Linked DNA regions of Mus musculus: all the other regions are linked to region 3. Evidence: chromatin contacts called from public Hi-C and promoter capture Hi-C data. All regions are on one chromosome and are shown on one strand. The core of a region is the stretch at or near the end of the contact, and the rest is flanking DNA. Distances in the headings are between cores, read along the strand shown. Region 1 overlaps Tmem104 (transmembrane protein 104). Region 2 holds the start of Gga3 (golgi associated, gamma adaptin ear containing, ARF binding protein 3). Region 3 holds the start of Fbf1 (Fas (TNFRSF6) binding factor 1).

Region 1 (4,453 bases), core at 1,748-4,247, 950 kb before region 3:
GAGCCGGGAATGGTGGCACATGCCTTCCCTTCTAGCACTCAGGGAAGCAGAGGCAGGGGGATCTCTGTGAGTTCCAAGACAGCCTGGTCATCATAGCAAATTCCAAGAGAGCCCACATGGAGGGAACCTGTCTCAAAAAAGGAGGGGGGATTAAATTAGAATGGGGGGGGAACTTCATTAAAATGAGAGGCGCCCACCCAGGGTCCTGAGTACAAACTAGGAGGGTGTGTGTGATTGCTGTTCCCTTGCTTGAACCCCCTTGGAGTCCCTCCATCACTGTCCCCCCTCCTGATCGGCATCCTCCAAGGATTCTGGAAACCTTAGTGCTCTGAGCCCTTGCCATGCCTTGGCTTCCCTCCCCAGGCTCCTGAGCCCCTTATCCTGCATGGACTCAGGGATCCTTAGCAGCTACCTTTGAATAGCCAACGAACCCAACTCCATATCTACTGCTGGCTCCTCTTTTCCCCAAGAGACGGCATCCTCTGGTTCTCACTACCGGGACAGAGACTTCCTTAGCAGGGCCCAAAGCATCTTTGGGGGAACAATTAAAAGCCATCCACATGTTTGGAAGTTGCAGGTCCCATTCGTGCTCCCCTGCCAGCCCCCCTTTGCCCCTGACCTGGTGACAGGGAGCTAAGAGCACAGCTGCCTCCAGAGTCAGCTCTGTTCCTCCAGGCAGAGCCCTCGGCCTCCGCTGCCCCAGCCGACTGTGCATATGTATGCATGCCCGTTTGTGTACGCCTGTTCGTGCATGCCATATCTCCCCACGTAACCTCGCAGAGCCTTCCTAGTTCCATCTGTTTACCTGGGCCTGATGTTGCTGGATCCCACCTCACTCTGTCTCGCTTGAGAGGAGACAGCCATCCATTAAAAACCCCCGATGACTTATAGTCATTAAGTGAATGACTGTGTGGGTTTTCCACAATATTTATCTCTTCCCCCAAACCACAAAGGTTGTAGCTCTGGCATCTGATTCTTGGAACTCCGCCCACCACTGGGAGCCATCTGGCCTGTCAGCTGAGAAAGACCACACAGGCGTGCAGGCATGTCCCCAAATGCCAGGACCAGAGAAAAAATGGCTGTGCCAGGCTAAGAGCATCCCACCTGCCCAGTCCTCCCTGAAGGGAACCAGGTCTGAGGAGAGGAGAGAGGGGCAGTTGAAGAAGTGGCCCTTGTGGGAGGCACTTGAGTGCTCTAAGCAGGAAATAGGCTTTGGATACAGGTGACCTGGGCTCTAATCCCAGCTACAGCTAAGTAATTGAGATTTTGGACAAAGCCTTTAATCCCTCTCAACACCTGTTTTCTGAAGTGGAAACAGTAGCCAGGATTAGAAAGAGGTCCCACCTGGGTGGCCTCCAAAGCTCTGCTTCACCTGCCAGCTCTCAGAGCCCTTCCTCCCCTCCTGCAAGCCCGAGCTCCTCCAGGGGAATAGGCTGTGACCCCACCGGAGTCTCGGCCCTGGGAGTCTCGGCACTGAGAGCTTATCGGAAGCTCTGGACAGAGAGTGACAGCACTCCTCAGAATGGAGCCCCAGAACCACTTCCCTTCTGCAGGCTTCCTAGCCACTGGGGGCGGTACCTGTACCAAGTGTTGTGCCTTGTCCTGGTTTCAATGGCAAGACCAGGTGGGCAGGTGACATAGCATTGAGTCAGCTGCCAGGGGCTGTGGACTGTGTTCTGGGCAGACTTGGGGGGAGATGGCATGTGGAATTTGCAGACCATCAGCTTGGTGTTGCAGGGGCCCCTCTCAGTGCCCTCTCAGGTTGTCTGGGGTGAGTTTCGTCCTCTTTCCCACTTTCTCCCTCATACAGAGGCCAGAGAGAGTTGGACCTGTCCTGTCCATAGGGAAACTTCCAGAAGCACCTGGGAAGCAGTTCTTAGGGTCACTTTTGAATGTTTGTCTTCGCCTCAGGTCCCTTATCAGTTGTTCTGCCCCATTCCTTGCAGTTTGTTTTTATTATTTTAGTTGTGTGTCTGTGTATGTGCACATGTGCGCAAGTGCCCATGGAGGCCGGAGGTATCGGATACCCCGGAGCTGGGGTTAACGGTGGCTGCCTGTCTAATTTGCATCCGAGGGCCTCAGCAAAGGCCCACCCCAAGGCTAAAGTCAGGGAGGTCAGCACTTCCCCTAAGTAGGGGCTGGAAGGTGGTCAGGAAGATGACTTGGAAAGTGAACTGTATGGGTTCCTCCTCCTGTTTATTTACTGTTGTCTATCAGAAGGGAAACTGGCCAGGGTGGGGTGGCTCAGCAGGCCCAAGCACTTACTACAGAAGGCTGCAACCTGAGCTTGGTCCCCAGAACCCAGGTAAAGGAAGAAGGAAAGAACTAATTCCACGGTTTTACCCTCTGACCTCCACACCTGTGCCACGGCACCAAAGCAAATAAACAAGAACTAAGTAAATCATTGCAGTGGTGAGCGTCGGGCTGGGGAAATCTGTCAGGAGTTAAGAGCCTGTACTGTCCTTACAGAGGATCTGAGTTTAATTCCGGCACTCAGGTCAGGTGACTCACAACCACTCTCCAAGCCAGAGCGGGCTGAACATTGCAGCAACAGGGGAGGTTTTCTGCCAAAGGGTGTGGCAACACGAAAGCAAGATTGGACTCCTGGTGCACAGGATGCACACAATGCCCATTTCCTGTTTGGAATGGCCTGGGCGTCAGCTGCTCCTTGTCATCAGTCCATTCTGCATGCATCCTTCTCGACGCTGGCTAGGCTAGGGCAGGGTAGAAGCAGGCATTGAGACATAACCTCCGTCAAGTGTTGTGTTCTGCCAAGTGTTAGATAAATGCCAGTCACTGCTAGGGTGGAGTCAGTGTACTGAAAGAGGTGCCCCAACCTCCTCCACCTGCCTCATTTCCCCTGTACCACGGACACTGGTCCGTTAGGAAGAACTTACAGCGTTTCTAGGGTGTTTGGTCCAGTTAGTGCTGAGCCCTGTCCTGCCAGGGGTGGTTTCTTCTTCCTGTCCTCTAGCTCCGCCTACCCACCACTGGGCTGATCCATATCAAGGTCACAGTTTATCCTCTGTCCCCAGGTCACTTCTGGTTTGGTATGAACAAGCCCTCCTCTCCACGACGTAATAACTCTTGTCCTAGAATTTTGGCAAACGCATCATGACAGCAGTTGACCGGGCTTGGCGCACGTGCATTGTTGACACAGTTTCCAGTATAGCATCCTCTCCTTCCCTGACTGTCATCTTCTGCATGGTGGGTGGTCTTCTCCTGTGTGATCAGAAGCACCTGAACTCTCATGAGTATTTGGGCCATTGTTAAGCTCACATGGGCAATAAAAATAAAATATCATATGGCAAGGGGTGGTGTATGTAGCTATAGTCCTAGCTACTCAAGAGGCCAAAGCAGGAAGGTCATTTACACGGAGGAGGGACATAGCAAGACTCCATCTCAGAGAAAGAAAAATGAAGTGTTGACAGAGCGTTCTTTGCATGCAGTAGGTCTTGGTAGTACCATGGTTCTGTACTTGGGATGTTTGGAGAATGGATGTGTACCAGTTAGGGTTACTCTTGCTATAATGCAACACCATGACCAAGGTAGCTTTGTTATAGAACTCAGGACCACCAGTCCAGGGGCGGCACCACACATAATGGGCTGGAGCCTCCCATATCAATCACTAAGAAAATGCCCTACAGCTGAATCTTAGGGAGGCATTTATTTTCTCAATTGAAGTTCCCTCCTTTCAGATAACTCGAGCATGTGTCAAGTTGACATAAAACTACCCAGCACAGTTGACCTTTGTCAACTCAGCACACAAGCACATCACCGATAAGCCTTAACCCTTCCTTTCTTATTCTTCCCCAAGATGAATATCACATTATAAACATTCCAAATTCTAAAAGTTCCACAGTCTTTAAATTTTTAAATACTTAAAAATTCAGCTTCCTTAAAATCCAAAGTCTCTCAGTGTGAGCTCCTGTCAAACCCTTTCTTACTGAAGAGGGAAGAAGCAGGGCACAGTCGCAGTCTGAACACGGCAAACCCAAGCTCCATCAGGTAAACAGTGTAACGCCAGTGTCTGGGATCCCCTCGGGTCTTCTGGGCTCCTCCAGTGGCTTGGGTCACCTCGGCTCTTCCCCCTGCAGCACACACAGCCGCTCCTCTAGGCTCAGGCTGTCTCCACGCCACCGCTGCTGTTTTTGGTGGTCATCCCATGACACTGGCATCTCCACAGTGCTGGAGTCTCTGCTGCAACTGGGCTGCTCCTTCATCATGAGCTTCTCCTGGGCTCTATTCAGAGACTCCAGCCCTGTCACACAGTGCCAAGCCTCAGCTGCTCTCCATGACCCCTTCCTGCCTTCAAAACCAGTACCACCTGGGTTACCAAGTTAAGTTGCCAGCACAAAGAACAGCCAGCCTTGGCTGCCTCTGGACCACAGCTTCTGTGTGCTGACCCTGAGGAAACACTTCCCAGAAGCCTTTTCATCAGTGATGCTGGTCT
Region 2 (4,254 bases), core at 1,631-4,130, 560 kb before region 3:
GTAACCCTTAATGACACTAATTCTGTATGTATCCCAGCTGGCCTCAGTTTGCGGAGCTGCTCCTGGTCCACTGTTCACGTGCTGGGAAGTCAGATGTGAGTCACCACACTCGGCTTACTCTCATCAGTCTAAGTCAGGTCCTGCCACCACTCCTCCTTACAGGTCAGTTTTATCAGGTGTAAGAGAAATGGGAGCCTGCTAACTGCTAAATGTCAACACGTAAAATGCCCCGTGTCTCAGATGGTCCCATACTCCTACAGTTGCTAACTGGTGTGCTCTACACACCGCCACCCAGCATTCTCATGGTGGGTTCCCTTTTTTTTTAAGTCCTAGCTTGCTGCTGTCTTCTCCTTCTGTCTTAGGTCATTCTCCACTTCCCTTTCACCGGTTACCTAAGGAAACCTACATTTTAGTACTTAAGCTGCCACTTAGAATCTTTACTGCCTCAATTTCTATCCATTCTGATAGCATATCCATCAAACTAAGGCAAAGATATCTTGACTTTCCTGGGCTTTTTTTGCTTCATTTCTGTCTTTGTAAGGCTGGCATGGAATCCAGTGCCTTGCACATGTTAAGTAAGAGGTCCACCACGGAACAAATGGTTAAACTTTGTTGTTCTTGTGTTCACTTCAGCAGCCCATAAACTAACATTAGAATGATACAGAAAGATTAGCACAGCCCCTTTGCAAAAAATGACACTCAAATTGGTGAAATGCTGCCCCCTACCCCTTCTTTTCCAGACAGGGTTTCACCGTGTAGTTCTGGCTGTCCTGCAACTCACTCTATAGACCAGGCTAGCTTTGAACTTACAGAGATCTGCCTGCCTGTTTTCCGAGTGCTGGGATTAAAGGTGTGCACTACTATGCCTGGCTAAAATAGACTCACTACTTGCTAAACACTAGCTGAATGTGCCAAGCGGGCCTCGAGAGAGAGCTGAAGTCATCAAGAGATGGTTTGTAAGGAAGGATATTCTGAGATAGGTTTGAAGCACATAACTAAGCAAGGGATAAGAGGGCTTCAGGGTTAATGAGAACAGTGTGTGCTGGTGGGAAAAGCATCACCAGGCCATCAAAGGAAAAGGCAGGTAATGGCCAGAGACAGACTGGGAGGAGGGTAGTGGGGTGGCAGCCCTGGAATGGTGGTAAGCTATAACTGCTCTCTTGGGAACAGCATGCAGAGTGGACCAAGGAGAGGCTGCTGCAGTAATTCAGGCAAACCGGAGGTGACAAGGACCTTCACAAAGATGGCACTGACTGGTTCAACGGACTGGTATAAGTCACACTGTCTAGTCAGACGGTGAAATCCCAGCAGTTCTAGATAGAGCAGAAAGAGCAGGCGTTTAAGGCCAGCCTTGGCGTCCTGAGACTCTGTCTCACAAAGACAAAACACCTAAGTCAACCCTGCTTAGCGCAGCTTAGGTCATTTATACTACTCCATTTTTCCTGTTACCGTCTGTGTGGTGAATCAATTCTGCTCTGGCTATTACCCAGTCACACGGTTCCAGGAAAACGGTCTGAGTGGAGGCAGAATGTCCTCTTTGAATTGTGGCCACAGAACCTGTTTCATTAAGTGAGATACTGGGTCTACAATTCCAATTATTTTCATCTTTCAAGAAGGGGAGCTGGGCGTGGTGGTGCACACCTTTAATCCTAGCACTGGGGAGGCAGGGGCAGGAGGATCTCAGTGAGTTCGAGGCCAGCCTGGTCTATACACAGCTGACTGGACACTGGGATCCTTGGGTAAATGATTTTAGCCAATGCCTGTAATCCAGCACTGTACACTCCCCAGAGAACTGTCACATATAGGGAGATGGCTCTATGCCCTGCCCGCAAACATCAGACACTGCAACTGTGATCTTACTTTTCTTTTGGGATGTAGCTTCCCTTAAAGCTAATTTCAATCTCCTGAACAGTAGTTCTTAAGGAAGGCCATGCCTCTAGGAACAACACTCAAGACATCAAAGAGACAACTGTATTCCGTAAAGGATTTCCAGCTCAGGGCTCTACAAAGACGTCTTACCTGATTCGTCTCCATTTCAGAGGCTCTCCCGGGGCTAGCCCTTAGTAAAGTTAATTTATTGACCCTTGATAAGGCGTGATTAACCAGCCTTATTAACCCTTACTAAATAACCTGGATGAACTGTCCGCTAACGTTAAACCTTATTCCTTTGGAGCAATGTACAAATTAGTAAAGATAGCAACACGTCGATATAGCAGCAGTCATTGTTTTTTGAGTTACTCAAGAGCGGGTTATCTCGTTAAAATGAGTGCGTGCATATATGTGTGTGTGTGTGCGCGCATGTGTGTTCCTTCAGTACATATTTAGCACGCTTCGTGGTATATTGTTCCCTGTAGTCGCGCTTTGGAAATGAATTCTCACTTCCAGCATCCTCACTGAGGATGGTCCCACTCTGGAAGCTGCCAGCTGTGTTGTGTGTGCGGCGTGGCACCGCTCAACCCTCCCCGAGGGACCTGTCCAATGCCCGGTCCCAGAGCACAGGCTGGGTGCAGCCCCACCTCAACCTCCCCACGACGCCCGCCTGTCAGCCCAAGGCGCCCGGGTGTCGCTTTCCGGGCCTGCAGGATCTCGCGCTGCAGGTGTCACCCGCGGGAGCCTGAGGACGCGCGGCGGGGAAGGGCCGCTGCTCGCAAGGGGTGTGAGCGCCGGATGCTCGCCGCGAGGCGACGCCGGGTGTGGACTGCCGCGGGCCGCCGCGGCGGAGGGGATGGCGCAGGGAGGGAGGAGGCAGGCCCGTGGTTGGAGGTCAGGTAGAGGCGGCCCCGGATACTCACTCAGCCAGGACTCCAGGCTCTCCCCTTCCGCCTCCGCCATATTGCAGCCGCCCGGTCCGGCCCTGCGCCCTCAAGCCTCGCGAGGTTCTGCGCGAGCAGGGCGGGGGCGGGGCCCGCATGGGGGCCTGAGCGCGCCGAGGGCTGCGGTCCACGGGCGCGCCGGACCGCGTCGGAGGCCGCGAGGGCGAGGATGTGTCTTCGCTTCTTCCTCAGAGGGAACCTCTGAAGGGAAACCCACGCCCGAGGAAAGTGCGCAGGCTCTCATCCGTGTCCTGTCGCTCACTCACGCAGGCGCGCTGTGGGCAGCCCTCCGAGGTCCTGACAGCGGCCAAGATGGCTGCCCCCGCGCTGCGCGCTCCGCTTCGCTGGTCCGGGCTGGCCCTGGGAGTGAGGTGCGCCGTCTGGAACCTTCCAGGGTGAGAAGGCAGCGCGTAGCCGGGACCGCCGCTCGGACCTTCACGGGAGGACCTGGGGAAAGGAAAGAAGCCGCAGGCGAGCTGCGCTGAGTTCTGGCGCGGGAGGGCACTAACTCGGGGCGCCGAGATGGCTGACTCCAGCCATTAAACGGGCCGGTTTGGGGGCTTAGTACCCTGTCCTATGCCTGACAGGCCGGGATGACCTAGATCGGTTCTACCCGGAGCCGAGAGTGCGGCCCTGCTAGAGATCGGAGAACTGGCTTGCGACGGAACAGTGGCCAGTTTCGGGGTGGGGGCTGCCTACCTCTTGGGACAAGGGTCAGAACTGCTGTCAGGTTAGCAGGCGGTCCCAGCGCCACCGTCCCTCGTCAGCGTGATGGCACTTGCGGCTTACTGTTAAGTCAAGCTTGTTCACTTTTGTGGAGTCACAGATTCACCCGTAGGGTTCTGTCTGCTTCCTCCTCGCCCCACTCCCAGGCTCACACAGGTGAGGGGGAGCCGCTATGCCCCCGAATTCCGGGAGCCCTTGATTGACAAGGAATATTACCGCAAGCCGGTGGCGGAACTCACCGAAGAGGAGAAGTATGACCAGGAGCTCAAGAAAACCCAGTTTATCAAAGCTGCGGCCGCGACTGAAACCAGCTCGGTGTTCGCAGACCCGGTCATCAGGTTTGGCGCAAATGCTCCTCTGCTGTGGGCTGGAACTCACCTGGGGCAGTTTTCTGCTGAGGGATCCGGAGTACAGCCCGGGAAAGCTAACCATGTTTTTCTCCTTGAAGCAAATTCACCAACATGATGATGAAGGGAGGCAACAAAGTTCTGGCCCGGTCTCTCATGGCTCAGGTAAGGCCGCTTCTTCCTCTTCAGCTTGTCTTTCTTTTCCCTCAGGCTTGGTGTCTGCGTTTTACACCATGGCTTCAAAACTAGAAAACAGGTTTCTATTCCTGCCATTAAAATTTCCAAGATCTGAGATTGGTGGTGCCCACCTCAAATCCCATCGCTGGAGAAGGCATTTGAATCCAGCACTCGAGAAGCAGAGATAAGTC
Region 3 (4,322 bases), core at 120-2,619:
GCACTTAGGAGGCAGAGGCAAGTGGATTTCTGGGTTTGAGGCCAGCCTGGTCTACAGAGTGACTGCTAGGACAGCCAGAGCTACACCGAAAAACCCTGACAAACAAATCAAAAGAGACAGAGATGAGTATTTGAGCTGGACTGGATCCCCAGTACCCATAGGGGCTTACAAACTGTCACTCCCATCGGGGACAGATGAATGGATCGATGTGTTTTTTGATTGCCCAGACATGCATGTGGTGCACAGACAGACACACAGACAAAACACCCATACGCATAAAATTAAAATTTTAAAAAGAAGAAAAAGTTAGGCAGTGCTTCATACCTGCAATCCCAGCACTTGGGAGGCTGAAGCAGGATTGCTGAGTTAGGGGCCAGCTTGAATGATATATATAGTGAATTCTTGGGCTAGGGTAAGCTCCTGCCGCAAGAAACAGATTGGGGGAGGGGTGGGAGGGAGAGAGAATACATGAGGATTCCTTATTCACTTATCGGCCTTTCCTTGGCTTGGAGAGTATTTTAAAAGTAGACCATATCCTTTACCCTGGAAGTGGTGACAAGTGGAGCCATTTGGAAAGAGAAACCACATCCGGACTCAAATCCCTTGCCAGGAAACTCTCTATAGGCTGCATCTAGCACAAAGCCTGACAGTGAGTTCACATATGATAAACATTTCATACAGGGAACAGAATTTCTCAGCATTTCCTACCTCCTCTTTGTCTCTTACACTTCACCCAAACCCACCTTCACGTGCCTAGGAAGAAAGGCAGCTGGGGCGCTCATCTGTCTTCTCGGTGTGCCTAGTCTCTTATTAAAATGCAAAGTGTATCTGGGGTTGTGGACACAGGGGAATGCTTGTGTTTCTCCTGTGCAATGGCAACTTTAGCGATCTACAAGTCCAAACGCGTTTTCGCTCATATCACATCAAAGAATTTCTGCTATCTCCTATGCATTCCGTCGCAGCTTCCCAGACAGGGCCGGGGGTACATTTTCTAGGGGCAGCTTGTAATGGCCAAAGTGTTCCAGAATATTGTCACGTCTTCACATATTCAACCAACTCCATGAAGGCATTTTAAAATCCGCGAGCCCGCCCCTCAGCCACAGCGGGTCCCGGAGTGTAGCGCCAGGCCAGGCATTGTGCCTCTCAATGTTCCATCCCCCGCGCGCCCATCCCGTCTGAATCCAGACACAGCCGAGCTTCTCCCTAGTCCCTAGGGGCCCTGTTAAGAGCTGTCCTTTCAGAAACAAGGCCACGGAAACCAAGCCCAACCAGATCCCAGGGTTCCGACTCCACTCAGTGCGCTCCGTTCGGCCAGGCCTACCACCTCTCCGCCGGCGACAGTCCCACCTCGCAGCCTCTGGCCTCAAATAGACGGTGGCGTGGAGGATTCTAGGAACTGTAGTCCGTCGCCCGTTCACTAGCGGGCCGAACCACAGGACTTGACCGGAAGGACTACATCTCCCAGCGTGCCCCGCAGCGGGGGCAAGGCGTCTGTTGGATGCTCCGCGAGTTGCTAGGAGCTGTCTCAACGTCACTCCCGTGAAGCGCGGGGAAAGCATCTCCCGACTAGGTGCAAGGGAGTTCCTCAAGTTCGGAGGGCTAATTGGTGACCATGATCTTCTTCTTGATCAATCATAAGGTCAAAGCTGCTCTGTCAGAAGACCCAAAACTATCAACAAAGGCACACAGTGGACATGCCACGCCCAGAATCATAGCGTTTGAAACCTAGGCTAGACCTAGATTGTCAATTTCCTAGGTCAAAACTGGCTGTTGAGACCAGCTACATAATAGTGTCTCGGAATTAACACAACACACTTTCTTAGGTGCAATCCAAAGAAGGAGTAAATAAATCTCTAGCCAGAGGCAAGGTGGTGCTCTGCCAACACAGATGCTCCAACTCTCTACAAATTTAATTTTAAAAAATTGTTTTATATGTGCTGATGTTTAGATCGAGTCCACCCTCCATTGTACTATTGTACCTGCTCCAAATCTTCCCATAGCTGTTTCCTCCCCAACTTCATGTGTTCTTATAGAAAAGAACTTAGTGCCTTGAACCCAAGACTACCAGCCCAGGGATGGCACCACTCACCATGGGCTAGGCCCTCCCCCATTGATCACTAATTGAGAAAATGCTTTACAGCTGGATCTCATGAAGGCAATTACTCATCTGATGCTTTTTCCTCTCTGATGACTCTAGGGTGTGTCAGGTTATACACAAAATCAGCTAATACACCTGTCTTACAAGGAAAGAGAGGAGAAGGAAGAAGGAAGAGGAGGAAGAAGAGAAGGAAGAGGAGGAGGAAGAGAAGAAGGAAGAAGAGGAGGAGAAGGAAGAGGAGGAGGAGGACAAGGAGGGGGAGGAGGAGGGAGAGGAGGGGGAGGAAGAAGAGGAGGAGGAAGAGGAGGGGGAGAAAGGAGGAGGAGGAGGGGAAGGAAGAGGAGGAGGAGGAGAGGGGAGGAAGAGGAGGAAGAGGAGGAAGGGGGAGGAAGAGGAGGAGGAGGAGGTGGAAGAGGAGGGGAGGGAGAATCTTGTATACAGTTTGTAGGAGGGAAATGGAACAGACTCAGGAGAAAGCAACCATACCACGGATGATGTCGGCCGGAAGCTAATCAAGCAGTGCTGCCTAAAAGGGACACAGGTTCTCTCAGGGACACCACATAAAAGGGACACAGGTTCTCTCAGGGACATAACATAAGAGGGACACAGGTTCTCTCAGGGATATCACATAAAAGGGACACAGGTTCTCTCAGGGACATCACATAAGAGGGACACAGGTTCTCTCAGGGACACCACATAAAAGGGACACAGGTTCTCTCAGGGACATCACATAAAAGGGACACAGGTTCTCTCAGGGACATCACATAAGAGGGACACAGGTTCTCTCAGGGACACCACAGACCAAGCACAGGAGTGTCTTGGGAATGATAACTCACACTCTTTTTTTTTTTTTTTTTTTTTTAAAGATTTATTTATTATTATATGTAAGTACACTGTAGCTGTCTTCAGACACTCCAGAAGAGGGAGTCAGATCTTGTTACGGATGGTTGTGAGCCACCATGTGGTTGCTGGGATTTGAACTCTGGACCTTTGGAAGAGCAGTCGGGTGCTCTTACCCACTGAGCCATCTCACCAGCCCCAACTCACACTCTTTAGGAAGAAAAAGTCAAATTCCCACAAACTGAATCCTCAATCCTTCAAGGCCCTGGCCCCAGCCTCAGACTAGACCTCAAGTCTGCCCCTGGGCAAGGACACAGAACTAGCAATCCTTTTTTCCTTTCATGGGGCCTCTGGGAAGCCTTCCTTACAGGTTAGATGATTAGTTAAGATAGAGCTCGAATGAGACCTCCAAACTGTAACAGGGCCCCAGACTTAATAGGCCCCAAAACTGACTCCATGATGGAAGTACCATTCAGGCTATAACATTCAGTGAGCAGACAGCACCACCTGTCAACACTAAAACCAAGACCTAATCCATCAAAGTCCATAGTTCTGAGAAAGTCTCAATGTACTAACCTTGCCTTTTGGATTCTGTAGTAGTTCCCCTTCTGACTTCTTTTTTTTTTTTAAGATTTATTTATTTATTTATTTATTTATTTAATGTAAGTACACTGTAGCTGTCTGACAGTACAGAAGAGGGCATCAGATCTCATTACGGGTGATTGTGAGCCACCATGTGGTTGCTGGGATTTGAACTTTGGACCTTCGGAAGAACAGTCGGGTGCTCTTACTCACTGAGCCATCTCACCAGCCCCTGACTGTTCTTAACTGAAGTATGTCAACCCAGAACATTGTTTTTGTGTTTAAAAGCTCATTCTGAGAAAGGCTGAGGGCTACACTGGGATCCCAAACACCCAGTGTAGTTGCCAGCCAGCTAATAAGGACTTCCTATTGGCTTAAAGCCAGGTTGGAGCAGAGTCTTCTCTGGTGGATGCCCCATGACACTGACCCCAAATGTTCCTATTTCCTGATCTCCTGGGCCTTCCTCTCTCGGGAACCTGTCACCGAGGAAGCTCCTGATCCTGTACCTAATTCACTTCCTATGAAGATCCCTCTAGGTGATGACTTTGTAAAGTTCTAGGCTGCAAGTAAAAGCTGTGCAGGGGAGGAAAGCCAGGAATTAAGATTAAAATATGAAACTGGGTAGTGACGGTACATGTCTTTAATCCCAGTCCTTGGGAGGCAGCGGACAGCCAGGGCTACTCAGAGAAACTGTCTCAAAAATAAAACAACAAAACAAAACAACAACAACAAAAAACCAACAACAAAACAAAACGGCCCACGATGACTTTTAGAGTTTTAGGGTGCAGGAGGCATTGCAAGT

The links. Promoter capture Hi-C pulls out the DNA fragments that hold promoters and counts their contacts. A called contact is a pair of places that touch in the nucleus more often than the background predicts.
Region 1: a contact with region 3 is called in a Hi-C map of the G1E-ER4 cell line, with 17 times the contacts expected there. The contact joins the enhancer-like site here to the promoter of Fbf1 in region 3. A contact is called at or near these places in 2 of 39 promoter capture datasets (both in embryonic stem cells), 15 of 484 Hi-C or Micro-C datasets (the G1E-ER4 cell line, the N1E-115 cell line, embryonic stem cells and 7 more), 7 of 115 datasets of contacts at active chromatin or transcription factors (bone marrow-derived macrophages, embryonic basal ganglia, embryonic stem cells and 1 more) and 1 of 9 other capture datasets (embryonic stem cells).
Region 2: a promoter capture Hi-C map of hippocampal neurons shows a contact between it and region 3, with 2.3 times the contacts expected there. The contact joins the promoter of Gga3 here to the promoter of Fbf1 in region 3.

Annotation. Positions count from the first base shown.
Region 1 is chr11:115,216,889-115,221,341 of GRCm38.p6, forward strand. The region is part of intron 8 of Tmem104 (transmembrane protein 104); the gene reads left to right. Among named protein-coding and RNA genes, the nearest start is that of Tmem104, 32 kb to the left of the region's middle. Within about 2 kb of position 2,998, at least 90 of the 459 cell types and tissues checked have an H3K27ac peak or open chromatin away from gene starts, as enhancers often do. A contact at or near this core is called in the G1E-ER4 cell line, the N1E-115 cell line and bone marrow-derived macrophages, where this site is marked.
Region 2 is chr11:115,601,036-115,605,289 of GRCm38.p6, forward strand. It overlaps Gga3 (golgi associated, gamma adaptin ear containing, ARF binding protein 3), which reads right to left and starts at 2,881. Exons shown (of 17, transcript NM_173048.3): 1 at 2,793-2,881. The coding sequence starts at 2,832. It overlaps Mrps7 (mitchondrial ribosomal protein S7), which reads left to right and starts at 3,105. Exons shown (of 5, transcript NM_025305.3): 1 at 3,105-3,208; 2 at 3,686-3,877; 3 at 3,988-4,051. The coding sequence starts at 3,126. It also overlaps the pseudogene Gm25364.
Region 3 is chr11:116,166,809-116,171,130 of GRCm38.p6, forward strand. It overlaps Fbf1 (Fas (TNFRSF6) binding factor 1), which reads right to left and starts at 1,370. Exons shown (of 31, transcript NM_172571.3): 1 at 744-1,370; 2 at 325-420.